Linked DNA regions of Triticum aestivum: region 1 is linked to region 2. Evidence: chromatin contacts called from public Hi-C data. All regions are on one chromosome and are shown on one strand. Each heading gives the region's core, a stretch centred on a gene start, on an enhancer-like site or on the middle of the called end of the contact. The rest is flanking DNA. Distances are from core to core; before and after follow the strand shown. Region 1 holds the start of LOC123103047 (cation/calcium exchanger 5). Region 2 holds the start of LOC543200 (stem-specific protein TSJT1).

Region 1 (4,956 bases), core at 1,761-4,260, 730 kb after region 2:
AGTACAGAGAAATATCGAGTTATATTGCATCTATGTCATTGCATAGCAAAATATGGAAGTCCATTGCACTTTGCAGTAGTTCGAACTGAAATATTTCAAATGAAAGGCTTATCCACAATTAAGCATATAAAATGTTTAAGATATTGAAATATGTACAAGATTGTAAACTGTTTGAGACTGTGCGGCGTCAAATGTTAAGAATGAGGAAATGGAAGCATACACTGAAACTTGTACCAGTGGTCATGTTACTAAACAGTTGAGTATACATGTGCAGCTGGATTGTAGAAAAGCTGCAACACGCATGCAACCTTTAGCCATTACTCCATGTGAAAATGGCATCAACCGCATGTTCTTAATTATTAACGGGGATGAGATGCCTGTATGAGAAGGACTTGATAGCTTTAAGTCAAACCATTTAGGCGTCACTAGGTTTTCACCTGGTCCCTCATATTTGGTCACTTTATCATCTTTCCTATGTATATAGCAGGCTTCACTGCTAAAATGTATCCTTTGGTTATATGGGTTCTAACTAGAACTTACTTAAGACAGAAGAAGAAACAAGTTCTTCTGCTAGCGGCTGACCAAGCACAACAAAGCCAGTGTCAGTGTGGTATTCCATGAAGATATACAGGTATATATTCTAGCATAGGCCACAATAGCTTCTGAAACTCGTATTACTGAATAACTCAGTGGTTGCCACCTATCTGAGTGTTCTCCATCGTATATTAATTTTAGACTTTGTGGTCCCGTTATCATCTTCTTTAGATATTAATCGATCATCATGGCATATGTTCACCATCCAATTAGTTCATGCTGTATGCAACCAGATCCTTTGCCCAGTTGAGCAAGGAAAATTTAGCCTTGCTAAAGCTATCTTAGGTTGCAAACTGATTGGTAAGAGTTAAAAGTGTTCGCTACCTAGGCTAAGAAAACCCCAGGCAATGGTCATAGAACAAATTCGGTTATCTCTCATTGCAGTGGAAAAATGAAGATTATAATTCACCAATATGCTTTAACTTTTACTGTCTGTTCACTTGTGTATGATTTCATTGAAATGAATAAAATCTAGTCTTCTCAAACGAAAAGATACAGAAAAGACGTTAACACAGTGCCCATCTTACGCTCCAAACAAAACCCTAATCTGCCCATGCAACAGTTACCCTTCACAACTATAGATATGAATCAGAAATGTCCAAACAGCCAGGACAGATTGTTGGAATAGTTCGTCCGCTGCAGCTGCAGCCATTATTGGCAAAGTTAACTTTGGTCATGCCACAGGTGCATGGCTAGGTAAGGTGCTTGGATTTGTACAGTTTTAGGAGTATATTCTTTATGTAATGAACGCAATGTTTTGAACTTAGCAGTAAATAACTAAGCAGCTACAGGAAAGAGTGAAAGAAAGTGGGTATGTGATTATCATGCTTACTTTGGTAACTTCACCAACTTTGCAAATGTAATGGACTGGATATGATAGACTTACTGCCTTTATATATAAAAAAATAAGTACAATGCAACACTCCAAAATACACAAGTGAATCAACTAAGTCACTGCAGGAAAGAGTGAAGAAAATGAGTAAGTGATGAGCATCCTTATTTTTATCACTTCAGCAACCTTTCATGCAAGGGATTATGTGCTAGACTTGCTGATCCTATCAATATTACAAAAATCAAATAGAATGCAACATCCTAAACTACAAGTGAACTACTCCCTCTGTCCCAAAATATAAGAACGTTTTTGATACTATCATAGTGTCAAAAACGTTCTTATATTTTGGGACAGAGGGAGTACATGCTATAATATGAATACTTTTCTGGCCAACTAGCAGATTAAATACTTTTCTAAGTGCTTAATATTCTTTCTTCTTGAGAATCTCAGTTCAGAACAAACGCTTAAGGTAATCCATCAAAAGGATAAAGTCAACTCACCCCACTGACAACAGCTGCAAATAAACAAACCAAGTATTCAACAGTTTAAATGAGTATTTTCTTGTCGAAGACACTGCTACCAAAGAGACCAATTGCCTAGAATTGCTGAAATGCTGTCTCAGTCTACTCAAATTTCAGGACATATTCAATAGAAGAATAAACTATTGCTTCGTTCATAGTACCTTGGTGAGCACCGTCCACAAACTAGCTTTGCGTTGCTTCTGATGCTCCACTGAGACTGGCAAGTCCATCGCCCCGCGGCTCATGCCATTCGCTATCTCCGGCTCGGCAGAGCTGACTGCCTTTCCCGCCGCGCCCAAATCCATATAAAACACTAAGCCGACGAAGAAGACATAGAAGAGCACGAGCCCGACGGCCTGCCACAGGAATATCTCAGCGCTGAGGTAGATGTAGAAAAGCGCCGACGCGGCGACGAGGTATAAGAAGACGTCGCGCGTGAATGAAGCCGGCGGGACAGCGAAGGGCGCGGCGATAAGGGAGACGGCGCCGACGACGAACGCGGACACGAAGGCGCCCGCGGAGAGGATGGCAGCCAGCCCGGCCCGGGGCAGCCCGCCCTCGCCGCGTAGCGCGGCGGCGGAAGCGAACGCATCTGGGGCGCCGTTTCCGAGCGCGAGGAGCGTAACGGCGGCCATGGAAGGGGAGAGGCGGAGGCGGGACGCGAGGCGGGAGACGGCGGGGGAGAAGTGGGCCCCCGCGGCCACGGCGAGGAAGCGGAAGTGGAGGAGGAGGAGGAGCGCGAGGACGGGGAGGGAGAGGCGGCGGTCGGCTCGCAGGAGGCAGGAGTGGACGGCTGCGTAGTTGAGGAGTCCCGGGGCGGGGTCGGCTCTGACGGAGGCGCAGGCGGCGGCGGTGTATGGGAGGGAGGCCATGCCATGCGCTAGCTGCCGATGCTCCCGCGCGGCGGTGGTGAAGTAATGGCTGGCGCAAGGAAGGGAGGTGGGGGATTTCGGTGGAGATGGCCGACAGTGAGTGGGATCGGCACGGACGCCGACGCCCGACGCGTTGGGCGAATCCCACCACCAGCACCAAGGCAGGCGGAGTGGCCGATGCCGAACTTAGTGGTGGTGGGTCCCGTTCCGCGGAGAACGTGGAAATGCAGCACGCGTGGACGAGCGGACTGGCCCACGATGGGGTTATATGCAAGGCGGGCCGTTGTATGTTTATATGGTCCAAACTCCAAAGAATGCAATTTGTTGCCCAATTTCTATTTAGCGCTTAAGGCACCACCTGCCAAGAGCATCTCCAACAGACGCGCTACATAAGGCGCGTGCTGAAAAAGATTTCTATATAGCGCGTGCGTGATTAAAAATAACGCTTCAGCAGAAGCTGTAAAATAAAGCACGCACAAAAACGAAGCTGCAAATTTAGTGCACGCGGGCAGCGTAGCTACAAATTTGGGGCGCCGGCTTGAGCGCGCGGGCAGCTGCGTGTGGGTCCGCCAGGTTGGGCGCTGTGGTTTTGTGCGTCTGGTAAACCTCCCGCGCGCAAAAGCGCTATTTCGGGGTTGTATACTTTTTTTAGCGCGTCGCGCTAGCCCGCGTCTGTTGGAGATGCTCTAAATTCTCTCAAAAAAAGGCGCCACCTATAAAATTGCTCTTCGGTGCTTTTGAAGGAAATATGCCCTAGAGGCAATAATAAAGTTATTATTTATTTCCTTATATCATGATAAATGTTTATTATTCATGCTAGAGTTATATTAACCGGAAACATAATACATGTGTGAATATATAGACAAACAGAGTGTCACTAGTATGCCTCTACTTAACTAGCTCGTTGATCAAAGATGGTTATGTTTCCTAACCATAGACATTAGTTGTCATTTGATTAACGGGATCACATTATTAGGAGAATGATGTGACTGACATGACTCATTCCGTTAGCTTAGCACACGATCGTTTAGTATGTTGCTATTGCTTTCTTCATGATTTATACATGTTCCTATGACTATGAGATCATGCAACTCCCGTTTACCGAAGGAACACTTTGTGTGCTACCAAACGTCACAACGTAACTGGGTGATTATAAAGGTGCTCTACAGGTGTCTCCGAAGGTACTTGTTGGGTTGGCGTATTTCGAGATTAGGATTTGTCACTCCGATTGTCGGAGAGGTATCTCTGGGCCCTCTCGGTAATGCACATCACATAAGCCTTGCAAGCATTGCAACTAATGAGTTAGTTGTGAGATGATGTATTACGGAACGAGTAAAGAGACTTGTCGGTAACGAGATTGAACTAGGTATTGGAATACCGACGATCGAATCTCGGGAAAGTAACATACCGATGACAAAGGGAACAACGTATGTTGTTATGCGGTTTGACCGATAAAGATCTTCGTAGAATATGTAGGAGCCAATATGAGCATCCAGATTTCGCTATTGGTTATTGACCGGAGACGTGTCTCGGTCATGTCTACATAGTTCTCGAACCCGTAGGGTCCGCACGCTTAAAGTTCGGTGATAATCGTAATTAGGGTTTTTGTGTTTTGATGTACCGAAGGTTGTTCGGAGTTCCGGATGTGATCACGGACATGACGAGGAGTCTCAAAATGGTCGAAACATAAAGATTAATATATTGGAAGCCTATATTTGGATATCGGAATCGTTCCGGGTGAAATCGGGATTTTACCAGAGTACCGGGGGGTTACCGGAACCCCCCGAGGGTTAATGGGCCTACATGGGCCCTAAGGGAGAAGAGGAGGGCCGGCCAGGGCAGGCCGCGTGCCCCCTCCCCCCTAGTCCGAATAGGACAAGGAAGGGGCGTGGCGCCCCCCTTTCCTCTTTCCCCCTTCCCCTTTCCTTCTCCAACAAGGCAAGAGGGGGGAGTCCTACTCCCGGTGGGAGTAGGACTCCTCCAGGCGCACCCCAAGGGGCCGGCCGCACCTCCCCCCTCCCTCCTTTATATACGGGGGCAGTGGGTACCCCATGACACACAAGTTGATCTTCGTGATCGTTCCTTAGCCGTGTGCGGTGCCCCCTTCCACCATATTCCACCTCGGTCATATCGTAGC
Region 2 (5,613 bases), core at 3,067-5,566:
GCGTGCCCTGGGGGTAGGGCGCGCCCCCCAGGCTTCTGGCCACCTGGTGGGTCTCCTCTGGTATTTTATTCGCTCAATAATTTTTATATATTTTAAAATAATCCTCCGTAAATTTTCAGAACTTTTGGAGTTGTGTAGAATAGGTCTCTTAGATTTACTCCTTTCCGTTTCAAAATTTCAGCTGCTAGCATTCTCCCTCTTCATATAAATCTTGTAAAATAAGAGAATAAATGCATAAGTATCGTTCCATAATGTGTAATAGCATCCCATAATACAATAAATATCAACATAAAAACATGATGCGAAATAGACATGTCAGCCTCCATGTGAGACGATTCCATAGTGGATTCAAGACCCCATCTAAGGAAGATCTTCTTCCTCCAAGAATATTAAGACCTCTCTCCTTCAAGGATTGAGACGAACTAGTGTCTCTCTTACCTTCTTGTATTGGATTTGGACCTTTGTATCCCTCTATGTGTATGTGGATTTAGCATATGTGTGATTGGATCTTGTCTATTTGAGTGTTTATCTTTGGTTTGCTTTCTTTTTCTCCTCCGAGTGTGAAAAGATCATAAACTTAGAGTTCCACCCTACATCACTAATCTAGTATTGGCCGGTGTCTCGGTCCTTGATTTCCGATACGTACCCCATGTCTGCTGCCACACTCCGTGGTACTTCTTCTTCTTCCTCGGTGGTAGGTTCCTCGGGTCGGCTGCACGCCGTAGCGACCTTTGACTACTCGATCTACTCGATATTTCTATTTTGGGGACGACGCCGCGACGGGAGGTGCGAGGTGGTTGTGGTGCCGGCTTGATTTGGGTGGCACCCACATCGATGCAATGTGACTTAGGAAGAGATGTGATGCCGGGGGAGGTGGAGATTCATCTTTGATAATGAGCCGCAGCTGAGCAAAATAAGCAGCGGCTGATGCGATGAGTATAATTTTTTAGGGGTCAACCCGGATAAAGGTTCGACTAGGTCCGGTTTAACTCCTGAAAGTTAAACTTTTAATCATTTAACCGGCTTTGAGGGATGACTAGAGATGCCATAGGTGCACCTACATTTACTTAGCCCCATGGTACAGGCATAACAACAGAGATCGAGAAAGCCTTTTTTTAGATGGAAAGGAAGAAAGCTTATTTGCTACTGCATTAATTGTTACATCCAACTGAAGACGGCCGGTCTTGAATCCACTGCGAGAATTTGAACAGCTAGAGATACAGATGATCAGATACACAACCGAACAGTTCACATAAGATCACAAGAGAGTAGCACACGCGCCTTGTTGCATTATATTACACCACCACCATCTACACACGAACGGCGTTGCCTGCTTTGCCCAGCGACGGAGACGGGAGAATCTCCTACTGAAGTGCCGCGACAACGGTAGATCCTTCCACCTGCACAACGAATAAGTTCAGATAGGTTAATTTAGCCCAAGTCTTCTTTTCCTCGTGACTATTATTCCTTCCAAGCTACATTAATAAGAATCATCAAAGTGCCACATCTTACCATGAAGGTTGCACCACATATTTCCTCCTCATCTGCAGGCACAGCGGTGACCTTGTTCTTGGGATTCTCGTACGACTTGAGGCCTCCAAGAGCGTTCCAGTAGAAGCAACCTTGCGGGAAAGGCGCCAGTGACTTGCCGCAAGATCCTTTCAGCAGGTCGATGTCGTCGGAGAAGGCGACGCAGCCGTCGGCCGTGATTCCCCAGAAGAGCGGCACCTTGCCCTCCGGGTCCTGATCGATCAACACCAACAAAATTAGCAAGAAAGCACGGTGACTATAAACCTCCCCGCTGGAAATTTAGACTTGATCGAGCTTACGGATGCGACGAGGAGGGAGGAGGTGGACTTGTCGAAGAGCACGAAGGCGTAGCTGCCGGTGAGCTGGGAGAGCATGAAGCTGGCGGGGTAGGGGGCCCTGTCCCTCAGCGTCTTGTAGGCCTCGATCACGAGGAGCACCTCGTTGCCGCCCTTGGAGAGGCCGTACTGCTGGCTCAGCCGCCCCAAGTTGTCCAGGACTCCCTCGAACAGGCAGAAGATCTCATCCTTTGCAGCGAAAGACCTGGATCCACAAACAAAATGCTTGTTAATTTTTAGTACTACTATACATGCTCCATTCTCAGTGAGTAAAAGCATCCTGAATTTAATTATTTTTGCAGGGAGCAGATGGTCTAACTCTTCTTGCAAACAAAAAATACTCCTAATAATAGATGGTCTAACTCATCACAAGCACATGTCCGTTGAGAATGCAAAATTAGGTAAAGCATCAACGACTTAGTACAAAGAACACAAAGAACACCCAAAACTTGTTTCAGAAAGGTGTAGAAATTCCTTGGATGCTACTCCTTTAGTGCATCTGCCTAGTACAGGATAAGATAAGATCAAAGGACAGCCAGGCCCTACAAATGATAGCAGCGAGTAGACGAAAGAGACCGCCGTATGGGCCACAGGGTCCAGCTTCCCTTTGTTTCTTCTGCTCTCTGTGGGAATCTAAACCGGGTGGAAAATTTCCTTTTTCTGTGGAAATTTTCCTAGTAATAGCAACTGACTGCCAAAAACACTACTGCTCCCTCAACGGCTCAACCAATAACCAAAACAAATACTCTACTAACTAGCATAACACAACCACAAGGATCTTTGCTCTAGTAGCACCCGTTTAAATTCAAGTTTGCTCAAATGTTGTCACTGTCACAGTCTGATGGTTTATTCATCCATAAGCTCGTCACGTCAACAACAACGATAGTATTACCAATAGTAGATCACTGGCTTGTGCCCTTTTTTTTCTTATTAAACGATAATTACTATCCTGCCGAACCTTTGTTCGCCGCCTAACGAAGAATACTAGGCCCGTTTGTTGTCAAGTCAAATTAATGGACACCACGCCTTTGGAAGGTGGCACGATGTTGACCTGCAAGTTGCCAAAGATGTGGTGGCGTTTTTTCGTCTGCATACGTGACAGTTTCTATGCCAACATAGCAATCGACGTCTTTTTGTTTTTGATTGATTTTTTCTTTACACTGCCACCTACCATTACACGTAGGGTAGATGAACAAAACTGAAAAATATCCCGGGCCCCAACTGGGAGGCAGGAATTTCATGTTGAGAAAAGGGTCAATTGCCCCAAGATCCGTGATATCCGAGTAAAAAGAAATTGTGTATTCCAAACGCGGCCAGAAACTACTCCCTCCATCCCATAATATAAAAAGCATAGTGTCAAAAAATGCACTTATATGGGACGGAGGGAGTAATTTTTTTGTGGCGAGCAATATTCATCAACGTATAACTCTCTGTCGCGATCACGAGGCGCGAACTAGGCCAGTGAGATACCACTACAAGCGATAAACTAGGAAACTAAGTTTTTTTTGAGGGGAAACTAGGAAACTAGGTTGGCGGCTAGGACCATCACCTAATGGAATGGACTGCGAAGGTTGCATTATTGCTTGCTTTAGTCTTCGGAAAGCAACACCGCCCTTCTAATAAGGACAGGAAATTGTCGGATTATTGATATCACAACGAGACGCGTCCCATATGGAAATTATTATCGGAAACCACGGTGCTTATTAGCTACTCCCTCTGTTACAACCAATACATACTGCCGTGTGAGGTGGTGTGATATGATTGTGACTAGTAGAGCCCACCTTATCATCTAGGCGGGCGCTAAAAGTCATCCGCAGCATGCGAGAGACATGGCAGGTGTATGTGGCGGTAACGTTTTTGACACTGTACCGTAGCACCTGGACCGTGGCTACCTGCTAACCTCACCATCACGAAGCTTCATCACTAACTACAGAACAAAAGCAGAGCAAGTGGCTCTGTTTCTAAGGAAAAGTGGAACAAACGATCTATACGATCAATCAACCGTCCGTTTCGCTCGATAAAAGATCTATATGCATGCACAGAGATCAATCGATCTCGAATCCATGGATCCTGCGAGTATTCAAGGAAGAGAAGCTTGCTCTCTCCGAGTAGATTAAGCCGCAAAGACGGTGTATTGTTATTACCTTGGGAGGAGGAGGGACTGGTTGGCGTGGGAGTAGGCGAGGTTGCCCAGCGATCCCAGCTCCACGGACACGGCGGGCTCGGCGCCGGCGAGGAAGCGCTTCACCAGCTCCGACGCCCGCGTCTTGGGCGACGGCGTCCGGCTCCCGGCCGCCACCAGCTCCGCCGGCACCTCCACCACCTCGCCGCTGAACACCCCCAACATCTTGGCTCAAGCAAACTACACCTAGCTAGCTAGGTAAGGTATTACAGGGTCAGTTGCTGATTGTGGCCTTCCTCAGTCCTTGGATAGTTGGACGGGTGAAAGGGAGGAGGGGGAGGCGCTGGTTATATAGGCCCGGGAGAGTGGCAGAACCCAGGCGCAGGGCCCCTGGTTTGCTTAACCACCTGGGGCCCACACAGCGTACGTATCTTTCCTTGTGTGCTTAATTTAATTTTACGGTAAACCGTGGCCGGACTTCCTTTTGGTTAAGCTTACTGCGGACGCATCTCGTGCACATGGAGGTGTCATGCGTCGACGCCCTCTTTCTGCCGGCACGTACTGCTCTACTAATCGTGTCTTACCGTCTAACCCGCACGAGTTCGCGTACGAGAGTGCACATATTGGACACGAAGGCAGATTTTCCTGAAGCAAAGTTGGAACTTTGGTGCTGCCGTGGGGAATATAGAAACGATGGGCTGCAAGTTTATATCATTTTTTCTGCAGCAAAGGTGCGCTCTCGTGTGGACAACCCCGGGGCAGCCCGCATCGAGGAGAAGAAACGGACGGGAGGGACCTCGTCCTGGCGAGCATTATCTGCGGGTTCGGCCAAAACCCGGAGGCGTGTGCCAGCGTGTGCGGTGCGGGTGAGGAGGGGCCGAGGGGGTGACGGATGAAGCCGTGCGCGGGTGGATGGCGACGGGCGATGGGGGTGCCTCCTTTGCTTCCGTCGCGTTGCGTGGCCGTGAGGTATCGTGTGGGTGACGCGCGTGGTTTTCGTTGGCATGCGGAAACGCACCTCGACCGCCGACCCTCAAATCGATAGTATCCGTCCGGATGTAGCTATCTGAACTCGGGAAGACATCCAACACTGACTTTCATCCGTCCGCATAGCAGTCCGGGCCATGATATTCCCGTGAATCAAAACTAAACGTGGGACTTTGCAGTAGTCGGAAGACGAGACACGTCAGACGATTGGCCCACCCCAAGAAGCGGAGCCCCACGCCTTTGTAGCTGCGCGCATTATTTTTGTGCCAAAAGCCTCCCTCTCTTCTTTCATCCCGCTGCTCTCCATCCAATTCCCGCCTTTTTATCCCACTCTCATCTTCCAAACCACCGTCGACCCATGAAACCGAAGGGAATCTGCCGGAAAGGTGGTTGCATTGGAGGATCCGACCATCACGCTTGCCCGAAAGATCAACTCGGCAACGTGGCAAAAACGTCGCATCAAAGTGAAGACCGCAAAGGAGGAAGTGCTCAAGAAGCAGAATGCCGGCGGAGGGCATGTTGGTGGCGTATGTGGCGGTGATCATGCCGGTTGCGGACACGGTGGAGGTCGCGGCCTGGGTCGTGCTGGTCCGATGGTGGCCCCCACCATACAGACACCGCCATGGCCAAAGCATTACA

The links. A called contact is a pair of places that touch in the nucleus more often than the background predicts.
Region 1: a Hi-C map of leaf shows a contact between it and region 2, with 7 times the contacts expected there. The contact joins the promoter of LOC123103047 here to the promoter of LOC543200 in region 2. A contact is called at or near these places in 2 of 5 Hi-C or Micro-C datasets (both in leaf) and 1 of 1 datasets of contacts at active chromatin or transcription factors (leaf).

What each region holds. Positions count from the first base shown.
Region 1 is chr5A:302,896,058-302,901,013 of IWGSC CS RefSeq v2.1, forward strand. LOC123103047 (cation/calcium exchanger 5) reads right to left here and starts at 3,011. Exons shown (of 2, transcript XM_044524537.1): 1 at 2,109-3,011. The coding sequence starts at 2,819.
Region 2 is chr5A:302,160,758-302,166,370 of IWGSC CS RefSeq v2.1, forward strand. LOC543200 (stem-specific protein TSJT1) reads right to left here and starts at 4,317. Exons shown (of 4, transcript XM_044524536.1): 1 at 4,010-4,317; 2 at 1,830-2,070; 3 at 1,513-1,743; 4 at 1,100-1,400. The coding sequence starts at 4,212. The coding sequence ends at 1,365.